2 separate regions of the Triticum aestivum genome follow, and region 2 is linked to region 1. Evidence: chromatin contacts called from public Hi-C data. All regions are on one chromosome and are shown on one strand. The core of a region is the stretch at or near the end of the contact, and the rest is flanking DNA. Distances in the headings are between cores, read along the strand shown.

Region 1 (5,846 bases), core at 2,821-5,320:
GTAACTGACACCAAAAAACATGCAAAAATAGAAGCAGTAATCGGTTGCCATTTATTGTGCCATGCCCAACACTTTATTCTGCATCACATACGTTGCCTTGCTGCTTGATTTGTCACGACATTGGCTGCCTTGATGTCGGACTACGTGGTGTAATAATTTAGTCATTGTTAAGGTACCAACTGATATGTGTCAGCAAAAGCAGTTTATTTATGTCCAAAAAAAGATAACAATTTATTTTCACTGCACTTCATGATGTTTCTTTCATGATCTCCCCGTCGTTGTGTGCCATAGCGTCCTCTTCATAACTAGAACAGTTAAGCGTAACTGACGTTTGTTGTGTATAGACGCCTAGCTACAACCGCATCATCATAAATTCATTAGTACTTATAATTGATGCCCGGTGAAATATGGAGTAGTCTCTAGACATTAGTACTTATAATTGATGCCCGGTGAAATATATATTGCAGCTATTACACTTACAATATCAGCTAAACTATTTTCTTTCTTAGTTCATCATGTCTCCTAAATTTCTAAAGAATTTCCGCGGCAACGCGCGGGGTATCTTCTAGTTCTTAAAAAGTTGATCCCCACTACTACCCCTTCTCTCTACATGCAGGCTGTCCACATCATCATGATGCCACATCAGCATTCAATTTACAAACAACCAATCGGTCTCTCTCTTTCTAGCCCCTCTCGGTCTCTCCTCCCAGCGCTATTAATTCCCCTCCGAAGAAATTCACATGTCCCTCTATTTACAGCGTGCCTTTTCTCCTCCCTTCCTCCTACAAATAGATGCACAACGCCACCACCCCTGATGTCTCCGCTCCTTCTCCCATCACTCATCCCTCTCACTTCATCTCCCCGGTGGTCGTCTCTAGCTCCAAATCCAAAGATGGTGTCTGCAACCTGCTAGGCGAGCCATATGCCCATGAGTCGCGAGATTGAGCAGGTCCATGTTGAGATTCAATACATCTTTCGCGAGCGGGAGTCACATCAACTTCTTCACTTCATCTTCCACAACCAATTTCCTTTCTCTTCATCTTCTCCACTACACCTGAGCGGGAGTACTATTTTGTAAAAGAAACTGAACAATTTTACTTCTCCTGCTCACCTTCTCCATTGAAGAGAAAGATGAGCAACCGATGGAGTTGGCACCACAACTATGCGTTCGGGCTTCTGCTCCAGTGGATCCGTCATGCTGCCTCCAGGCCCCATCCTCGACGCTCGTGGCTTGCTCGTACAGGGTGTGCTGGAAGGGAGGATTAGGAGCCTTGCAGTCAGCCGCAACGATTTTTATTCCCCTCACCATACCCGGTTAGTTCTGACAGCCCCCCTGCGTCCCCAATCATGCCCTAATTTAATTCTCTTTTACTTTCAGATTACCCTGCACTTGCATACTTATTTTTTTGTCACGCCTTCCATGTGTGAGTGTTTAGAGATAAGTCAATGTTCGTGTTATTTGCCATAGATCGCTCATAGATCACCGCTGCCGTGTTGATGGGCCGCCCTGTACGTTGCAGTAGAGGCGTGAGCGCGTGTAGTCGTCCGCCTCTTCTTCTACTCACCACCCTCCACTGCCGCCTCTACCCAAACATCTTCCGCGTGAACGCCAAGCAAGGGCACACATGTGAGCTCCTCTTTTCAACGCATTATTTCCACTCTATTCCCGATTCTATTTGGCCCAGCTACATTTTCCTCAGCTACGTACATCAGTTTGAAAATACAAGGATAACATTTGATTAGTTTGGTCTTTTGGACTTTACAATTTGATTGATTGGACTATACCTATGCCAGGATATGTGGATTAACAAGAGATGTGGCTGTACAATTGTTCAGGCGTAACAATGGTGGATTTTAGTACTAATCAAAAGGAAATTAAAAACCATGGCGTATATGATGTGATTAAGCCCCTAAGATTATCTGGATTTTTTTGTAGTTTGCACGACTAATAAATTACAGTACAACAATGCAATGGGTCACTTTTCTGAATTATTCTTTTTTACATGTGTATATTTAGATTTCGACATTATTCATTTTGTATGACCTTTGACTATGTTCAGAAGAGATCATGAAGGTCAAGGCATTTAGGAAGACAGGAGCTATTCCAACTCTTGGGCGTTTCAATTGTTCAAATCATCAGATCAACAAAATTCCGCAGCAACGCGCGGGGTGTCATCTAGTTTTTCTTAAATTTGTTAAATAACTGCCAAATGGAGGCGTTAGTAGTACTACTAGCAAACGAGTAGAAGTGGTTAATTGATTACCATCCGATGGTTGTGGAAGCCAACTTGGCCGACATCCATGGATGTCGCCTTCTTGAGATTGGACCATGGCGTGTAGACCACCTCGACATTGTTCATCTTGTTTCCTGCACGATAAACACATGCATGCATGAATGATGCAGCCAGCATCCATTATCGGCCCAACTTGTCACGTTCTGACGATCACAATCACTCGCACATACAGTATAGGCCAGTTATCGATCCAAGGCAGATAATGCAAAGGGGCCCATGCATGGCATGCATAGAGAGGCCGGCAATAATACACCAGAAAAAGTTGCTGTAATGGGCACAGAAAGAGATAGCAATGTGCATGCTGCAGCTTTGCACTAGACACGGCCGGTCACAGTCGCACCACGAGCTAATTTCTTGGGTCCGTGCTCAGATGCCAAACATAGTTGAGCATGTATCAATGTTTTGTGGGGCAGCGTATTTCCGAGGGGGCCTTTTGGTACTATTCCGTAGTAAGAAAACCTTGCTTGAATATAAGAAAATCTTTGCTTATTGGTAACACAATATTCAGTAGTAGCATAAACAATGAGTTTCTTCCGTGCATACCTTGAATGGAATGCGCTTTTACGAGCTGCGCACAATCCTCCAGCAGGCCGTCGCTGATGGTGTCTATGGAATCGCCTTTTTTGAGCCTCAGGTAGACGTGCGCCGACGACACCTTGTCCACATGGAACCTGCAGTGCAGATGGTGGTGCGCCAAATGATTAATTATTTCGTACAATCATCGTTGCTTTGCTTAATAAACGAGCTACTAGGTTGTACTACAGCACGATATCCACTAAGGTCGAGGGTTTGCTTATTTTTCAGTAATATAAACCAGTAAAATAAGTACAGTAGTTTGCAGCTAGGAGCGCGAGCCGAGGGCGAGGTCTGCTAGACGGACTCGACTTCCCTGACGTACTGCAGGGTGCAGTTGGGTCACTGACAGGTGGGCCAACTTGCTTTCGGGCCCACCTGTCAGTGGCCCAACTGCACCCTGCAGTACGTCAGAGGAGCCTCGTCCCTGCTAGACGATAGATATATACAGGGTGTTTTGGCCGTAGCTAGCACGGGGGCGATGCAGATGGCATGCATCGAGCAGCTAGTCGTGTTCCGTAAGTCTACAGTTTAGTACTCCTTCGAGGGCGTTGGAGTGTCCCTAGCAGCCTCGTCATGGCCTCGTCACGCGTCAATCCGTGCGCTCCCTGTGCTCCTCCTGCTCTGAGTTCTCTCATTCTGGCCGGCAGGCCGGCCGTTGTCTCTGATCTCTATCTCCGGAATTTCACTGGCTCACCGCACATGAGTTTAAACGTACTACTATACTATTGATGATTAACTATTATACTCCACGTACATATTTATATACGGAGGAACTCCCATGAGTATATCCATCGATCGATATCCCAAACCTAACAAGAGTTTATATTCTACCGGAGAGAGGGAGGGTGGGAGGGAGAGAGAGGCGAAGCTAGGCAGAGTTGGGCAAATGCTCGTACCAGACGTCCTCGGGGAGGCCGTACTTGATGAGCTCCTCGTTCTCGTTCTTGTCGGCGCCCATGTAGATGGTGTAATCGCCGGCGTCCGGCCGCGCCTTGAAGTAGAACACCATTGCCAGTACTGATCTCCTTTATCTCTCTTTTTTGGCAGTTCAGCTCACCTACTGTATATCCGGGCGATCATGTGCAGTTTACCGCAAGTTAAGAAGAGGTAGGGGCCGAGAAAGAAGAGGCAGAAGAGACGCAGGCGGGGGCGAAGGGAGGGAGGGAGACGGCAGAGCGACGAACCAGGCAATGAAGCGGCATGGGCGGGTATAAAAAGGCGACGGCCGGGGCTAAAATCTTGAAGGTCTTCTCTACTCCAAGGCGGTTGGGTTGGGTCGCCACGTGGAGACACGATGGATTTGATTAAACAAATGCGACCGGGGAGCGGGGCCTTATCCTCGCAGCTTTTGCTCCTCCCACTCTGCCCCTCTTTAGTTAACATAATACATAACTGGTAAATCTCTTTTTCCTTAACCAATGAGTCAGGCTCAGGGGGCGACTTCGCAAAGTGGTAATCTATCAAATCCCTCGCTGATTTCTTTCATTTTCTTTGCCATGAATCTACCTCTGATCTGTGCCTGACCTGGCAGCAGTCGCGGTGGATATACTCCTCCTACCGGAACTCCCCACTTAAGAAATGGTCTCAACGCAACTGCCTATTGGTGGCGTCTTAAAAGCGCCGTATCTTTTGCGAGAACGACGTCTGTTTCGATCGATTCCGGCCGAACCAAGAAACGGGCCGCTTTTCTTCTCAACGCTCCCATGTTGGTTCGTTCCGTGCGTCGGCGTACCGGGGACCGGGCGCGGTATGGCCAGCGGGGATGGGGTGCTCGTCGGATACGTGGATGTGGCCGAAAGATTTTTCAGGGTGGAGGATGGAAGCAAGGACCGGACTTCCAACCGAGGCAGATCCAATGGAGTGTGTGCCTGCCTCCGCCCACGTTATTCTTGTTCTTTCTGGATTTTTTTTTGCGACTCCTCTCTCCGAGGTTTTTTGTTTGAACACCTCTCTCCGGGATTTATTCATTCATATATGCGTGCAACCGAGCGCCACCGGCGGAGAGGCCCTCGTCTCCCCGGCCACCGAGGTCCCTGCGCGAGATCCGCTGCCGATCGACGCCGATGAGGGATCGACTACGCGGGGACCGCGGAGGGGATTTCCTATGGCGGGGAGGTTTTGGGAGGGACAGAGTGAGGAATCGGATGAGGAAGAGGGGGAATTGAGGAAGGGTGAGGTGGCGATTCTGGAGAAGAGGCGCGGCGCTCCGGTGAGGGTGAGACTGCCTTTTGTGCCGCCGGTTCCGATCACGGGGGTGAGATGGCGCCATCGGGTCAAGCAATGGGCGCCAGGGGCGGTGATCTCGTCACCACGGCCGCGTCCACAACCATTCAGGTCAGGGGCGCGCTACAGAGAACCATCAATTCCTAATCCGCCAACACTTGCGGGTTTTATTTTGCAGGGATTTCTGCAGCGAGATTCCGCCATTGATGACGTCACAGGTGAAGCGGGGGACGAGTTTTTTTCGAAAGCTACTGGGCCTAGTGCTATTTCTTCCCACTGGGCCTCGAGGGAAGCCAAACCCAAGCCACTGGGCTCGATACAGTCGATACTTCAAGGGTTGTGGCTGCCTAGGGTTAGGGGAAGCATCCCGAAAGATGCAACAGGTCGGGAGAGAGCGGCGGCAAGCACTGAAGCACAACAGATGGCGAGCGGGGGGAGAGGGGACTGGCGTGAGCGCCGGGATGGCTTCGGTGAAGGGCGATCCAACTGGAGGGGGCGTGACCGGGCATGGGGCGAGAAGCGGGGCGGCCAATTTGGCCCGCCGACCAACTACGCCCCACATGCGCCGCCGCCAGGATCCGCACCACCGCCGGGGAATGGTGCGCCTCCGTCAGGCTTCCCTGGTGGATCTTCAGGCTTCAACACGTACCCGCAGTTTGTGCCGTATCAGTTCCCGAGGGCGCCGCCTCCCCAAGGTATGTTCATGCCCAGCTCGCAGCAGTGGAGTGGTACTAGAACAGAGCAGGAAAAATT
Region 2 (5,123 bases), core at 1,656-4,155, 190 kb after region 1:
TCGATCCCTGATTTCGTACCGAAGGGGTGATTGGTCAAGTCACAAATGGAATACAGAATAACATGATATTATACAGGCACGAAAGACTGCATATTCAATGGTTGCTACGGCCATGGCTTAACAGCAGCCTGATGATCTTTGGGTGCGGTTGCCACCCACCACATCGACAGTGTCAGGAATGTACCTACATGACAAGTTTAAGGCTGTCAGTTGCAAATTTTTTGCAATAAACATGATAGCATGCTAACGAAATAAAACACAACTTGAAGCTTTCAGCCACCCTTCATGAAACAAAACAATCCCTCACATCCTAGCTAGAGTACATGTCATGAAAACAATGGTCCAAAGATGGTGAAGCAAAAAGGGCTGACATGGGTAAGCTAGCAATTAAAAAATAAGAACATATGATTGGATCAATGCGTATATGTTTAAACAATAGTAAATCCAAATCCTCTAGTACTGAAACAGATACTCAAGTACTGAACAAGCAAGAGAACACGCTTACAATTCTTCTTCTGGTTCATTCTTCAGAGCATCCTTTACAATGCACTGAAAAGCGTCTTCTACATTTGTTCCTTCTTTCGCAGATGTCTCAAAGTATGGGATGTTGCCTTTTGAGGCGCACCAAGCCTTTGCCTTCTTCTCAGAGACCTAAGATGGTAGTAGACAAGTCCGTTAGCAGAGCATGGCTTGAAAATAATTTTGAGAAGAAAATTAGTCATGCTAGTTACCACGCGGCTGTTGCCACCATCAATATCAACTTTGTTTCCCAGCAGAACAAAAGGGAAGTTATCAGGATCAGACGGACTAGCCTGAAAAGTTGGATTTGTAGGTGAGACAGAAATCCAATCATACTGTGTTGCTATTTATAAGCAACAAAAAAGCTTCACCTGGATCAGAAATTCTTCGCGCCAGTTGTTCAGATTATCAAATGATTTCATTGAATTGACATCATAAACTAGAACGCAACAGTCTGCTCCACGGTAGAATGCAACACCAAGACTCTGAAACCTTTCCTGTCCAGCAGTATCCCATATCTACAGAGAGAGAATGTAAATTATCATCATTTTTAAAGCAGCAGAAGAGGTAAGCATATCCAAACTAAAAATCATATAATTATTAAGAACCATATAAATGTACTTAATTAGAGTTTCAACAACTACCAACTTTAAGAAAAGCGACACATGTATTTGAATGAGAGAAAGAAGGGCTACACGTTGCCAATGATAATTCCATGTCCATCAGATCTTACTGTTGTGAACTTCTAACAGAATGGACACTGCATTATCTTCTTATTCATAAAAATGAAAATTGGCATATGGGTCACATATTTAATTATCCATACTGCACCTTTTTTTGTGATGGAAACTATGGGCATATGGGTCACTGGGTTGCATATTTCTTTTGTGATGGAAACTGGCATATGGGTCACTATGCTGATACTAGGCGTTGAAGAATTTTCTGAATCAAACAACCGGAAACTGACATTATTGGTTGCATATTTGATTTTCCATTTTGTAGCTCTTCCTTCTGTGATAAAGCAGAGACACCCCAGCTCCCAACAAGTCAAATGTACAGTGTTAAGAGGAAAAGGGAAGAGGGTCTATGGTAATACTACATGCTTATATAGTTAAAGATTGTCTATGCAAACTATGTTTACTGGTAACTAACGTAATGCCAGTTACAGAAAATGCTTTATGATTCCGATGGTAAGAACCAAAATTAGAGTACCGACTTGACACTTGGATGGATAATTTGCAGTATTAGGCAATCTTTCACTGTACTGACTCTTTTTTAAGCATCATAGGCGATTCTGCATTAGCAAATACATTTTCTATTCATGGCTGCAAAATCACAATCCCCCCCCCCCTCCCCCCTGGATTTCTATGAGTGCAATGATTACACTTCAGCAACATATTTTGATATCAATTTACCCCAGATAAGAGTAAAGTGGGGCACTTCTTCAAAGTAAAAATATTACAAGACATGCTACGTGGAAAAAGCTGAATGATCTTCTGAAACACTATAGAAAATGACCAAAGTGTGCCGTGTCTTTTCCAGGAATACAACACTCCAGCACACCTTACCCATAATAAGTGAATAAGCACTCCAGCATAACAAAAGGTGAATGAACAAAATGCATCTAGAGATTCATAAATCAAAGATAAAGATACTCGATGCAATTGCAAGAGTACGTTGTCCAAAAAGAATGACTTGCTCCAAGCGTCGTTACAGGACCACATAATTGCTAAAAGAAGGTACAGTACCTGCAGAGTGAAGAGCCTGTCCTCGTATTGCACCTCCTTCGTGAGGAAATCCGCGCCGATGGTGGCCTTGTACTGGTTACTGAACTTCTTGTTCACATATCTGAATTGCATCAAAGCTCAGGAAAACACAAACAAAACAAAATCCAACACTACACGACCTCGACAAAAAGGGGGGACAAGTAATCCGAAGCGATCAGTCACGGCGACTCAAATTGCAGGATACTGGTTCATCAAGGACGTCTTCCCGACCCTGGATCGCGGTGAATCAGCAGAAAAGTCAGTCAGCAGAGTGAAGACTGGAAAAGGCAAACGCCTAAAAGGAGGACGGGAGATCCGAATCCACCAACCCGCTGTCGCCGAGGATGATGACCTTGAGGAGCGTGCGGCGTCGCGAGGCCATCGGGATCTATCTACCAAGGGCTCTTGCTCGCGCTCGTCGCGCGCCGGAGGTAGGGTGGGGCACGAGGTGGGGAGGGGACAGAGGAGGGAGAGACGAAACCTAAGCTTGCGTAATCGCGTTTGCTGCCTTGCCGTCGCAGGCGGGGAACAAGGGTGCGTTTGGCAACAGGACAGACCACAGGGATGGGACGCGTAGCATCTGCTCCCGTTTGACTGGAAGCTTTCCGGGACGTACTAGTGTTTTTTTTTTGGGGAAGTAGTGAGAGCTTTATTGCTTAAAGGCATTGGCCGAGCAGTCTGCCAAAAGGCTACTGATTAGGAAACTAGGAGTGTTATCGATCCAGCTTTCTGTCACGTCTATTATGCAAGCTTGCTTAGCACAAATATGAGCAGGACCGTTGGTCGATCTTACAATATGCCGAATATCAAAAAAAGTGAAACTACTAGAGAGCTCCCCAATTTCTAACAGGATAGGAGCCACGACTGAACGAGAGTCATGGCGAGTGGTCCAGAGGTTGGCGACCTCCGAGCAGTCCATCTCCACTATGACGTGTGTAAAACCCCTCAAGCTTGCGTAGATAGCTCCGTCGCGCACTGCCATCGCCTCTGGGATGAAGGGATCCATAACTCCAGGGTATGGTTTGCTCCATGCTCCTAGAAATGAGTTAGAGGACCGGGCTACGCCCCCTGCTCCTCCTTTGGCATCTTCTCTTTTAATTGCCGCGTCAGTGTTGATGGTGACAAAACCTGGGTCGGGGGGTCGCCACCCATGCCCAGGCATAACCAACGCAAGTTGTCGGGGTACCTCAAGAAGAGATAGCGCCTCCCAGGTGCGTCGTACTGAACTCGCCGGATCGAGCTGATCCTCGCCATGAGTCAATCTGTTCCTCGAGTGCCAAATGGACCACATGACCGAAATGGCCACTGCTCGGTCCCTGGAAGTAAGACGATCATCGCAAATGATGTCTTCGGCCCATGTCACAGGATGGAGCCTTGGCAGCTTGAAGTCGAACAGTTGTTGCGCCTCTTCCCAAAACTGCCTAGCATGTGAGCACTCCAAGAGTGCATGTACTAGGTTCTCCTGTGCAGCCAAACAAATCTTGCAAAGATTTTGTTGACGAATATGCCGGTGCATGAGAATGCATTCATCTGGTAGTATACCTCGCAGCACTCGCCAGAAGAAAACTCGCACCTTGGGCAAAACATTCAGCTTCCAAAGGTCATTCCACATCCGTTGTTTGTCTACTGAAGCTCCGGTAGCCTGCCCTTCCTCTAGAGCCTGAAGCTCGTTACGAGTCACTAGAGCTCGGAGGGACGTACTAGTGTTTGAGGGTTACGGATCCTCTAACATCATAAAAGGATGTCACGAAGTTACAGTGCAATGTCAGTGCAAAATGAAGAAAGAATATCACAGACACTGTAGCAAAGAGACTGTGCGCAGTTACTGTTCATAAAAAAATGTAAAATTAATTTTATTGCACCATAATTTTGTTTGTATGTAATTTTTGTAAATGTATACAATAGATTTGTAATTTGCAAATTAATTCAAATCATTTTAGGCTTAATCATATGGATGTGAAGAAGGGATGTCAGGGTACTGTAGCTTCCCTGACATCCCTTCATGATGTTAGAGGATCTCGTTCCGTGTTTGAGATGCTCTCTAGTCAGGGAGTCGAAATATCACCGTTTGGGGGCCAAACAGTGGTAATTTCAGTGTGGGGGCTCGGGTTCCCAGCCGACCCTCCAAAATTCGCCCCCCAGTCGGTGATATCGGCCCAAGTTCGGCGTAAATTGGCCCAAATTCGGTGTTCTTCGGCACAAAATTCAACATAAACTAATTTTTATCACATAGTTCATCACAGAAATCAATACAAATCAAATAGTTCAACGAAGCAAACTCATAATTTAAACACAAATTAAAACTCACAATTCATCACACATCAAACTAGGCTTACGCTTGAGCCTCCATAGGTGCTCCACCAGATCGTGTTGCAGTTCTTGATGCACATGTGGGTCTCGGATCTCCTGACAAATATTGAGGAAGGCAGCACATGATGCCGGTAGCTGGTGATCAACTTGGGCAAGAGGACCATGCCTGTAATATGGTTCAGTGTCGAACACTGGCTCTTCCTGCTCGCTCTCAATGATCATGTTGTGCCATATGACACAACAAGTCATGACTCCCCACATTTGATCTTTCGACCAAGTCAGAGCGGGGTACCGGACAACAGCAAATCGAGATTGGAGCACACCAAATGCTCGCTCGACATCCTTCCTGCAAGCCTCCTAACACTGCAAGTATGAGTTCTTGCCTCCTAGCATAGTGTTTGAGATAGTCTTCACAAATGTGGGCCATCTCAGATAGATGCCATCTGCTAGGTAGTATCCCTTGTTGTAGTGGCGCCCATTGACCTGGAAGTTCAACGGAGGATGATATGTCTCCAACGTATCTATAAT

What was found. Hi-C and Micro-C count contacts between places; a contact is called where the count stands out from the background.
Region 2: a Hi-C map of leaf shows a contact between it and region 1, with 5 times the contacts expected there. The contact joins the promoter of LOC123070788 here to the promoter of LOC123070787 in region 1. A contact is called at or near these places in 1 of 5 Hi-C or Micro-C datasets (leaf) and 1 of 1 datasets of contacts at active chromatin or transcription factors (leaf).

What each region holds. Positions count from the first base shown.
Region 1 is chr3B:540,892,105-540,897,950 of IWGSC CS RefSeq v2.1, forward strand. LOC123070787 (coiled-coil domain-containing protein 25) reads right to left here and starts at 4,071. Exons shown (of 6, transcript XM_044494124.1): 1 at 3,767-4,071; 2 at 2,838-2,965; 3 at 2,265-2,368. The coding sequence starts at 3,879.
Region 2 is chr3B:541,085,367-541,090,489 of IWGSC CS RefSeq v2.1, forward strand. LOC123070788 (ras-related protein Rab7) reads right to left here and starts at 2,906. Exons shown (of 7, transcript XM_044494125.1): 1 at 2,615-2,906; 2 at 2,491-2,517; 3 at 2,268-2,367; 4 at 891-1,037; 5 at 732-812; 6 at 506-651; 7 at 1-184. The coding sequence starts at 2,667. The coding sequence ends at 118.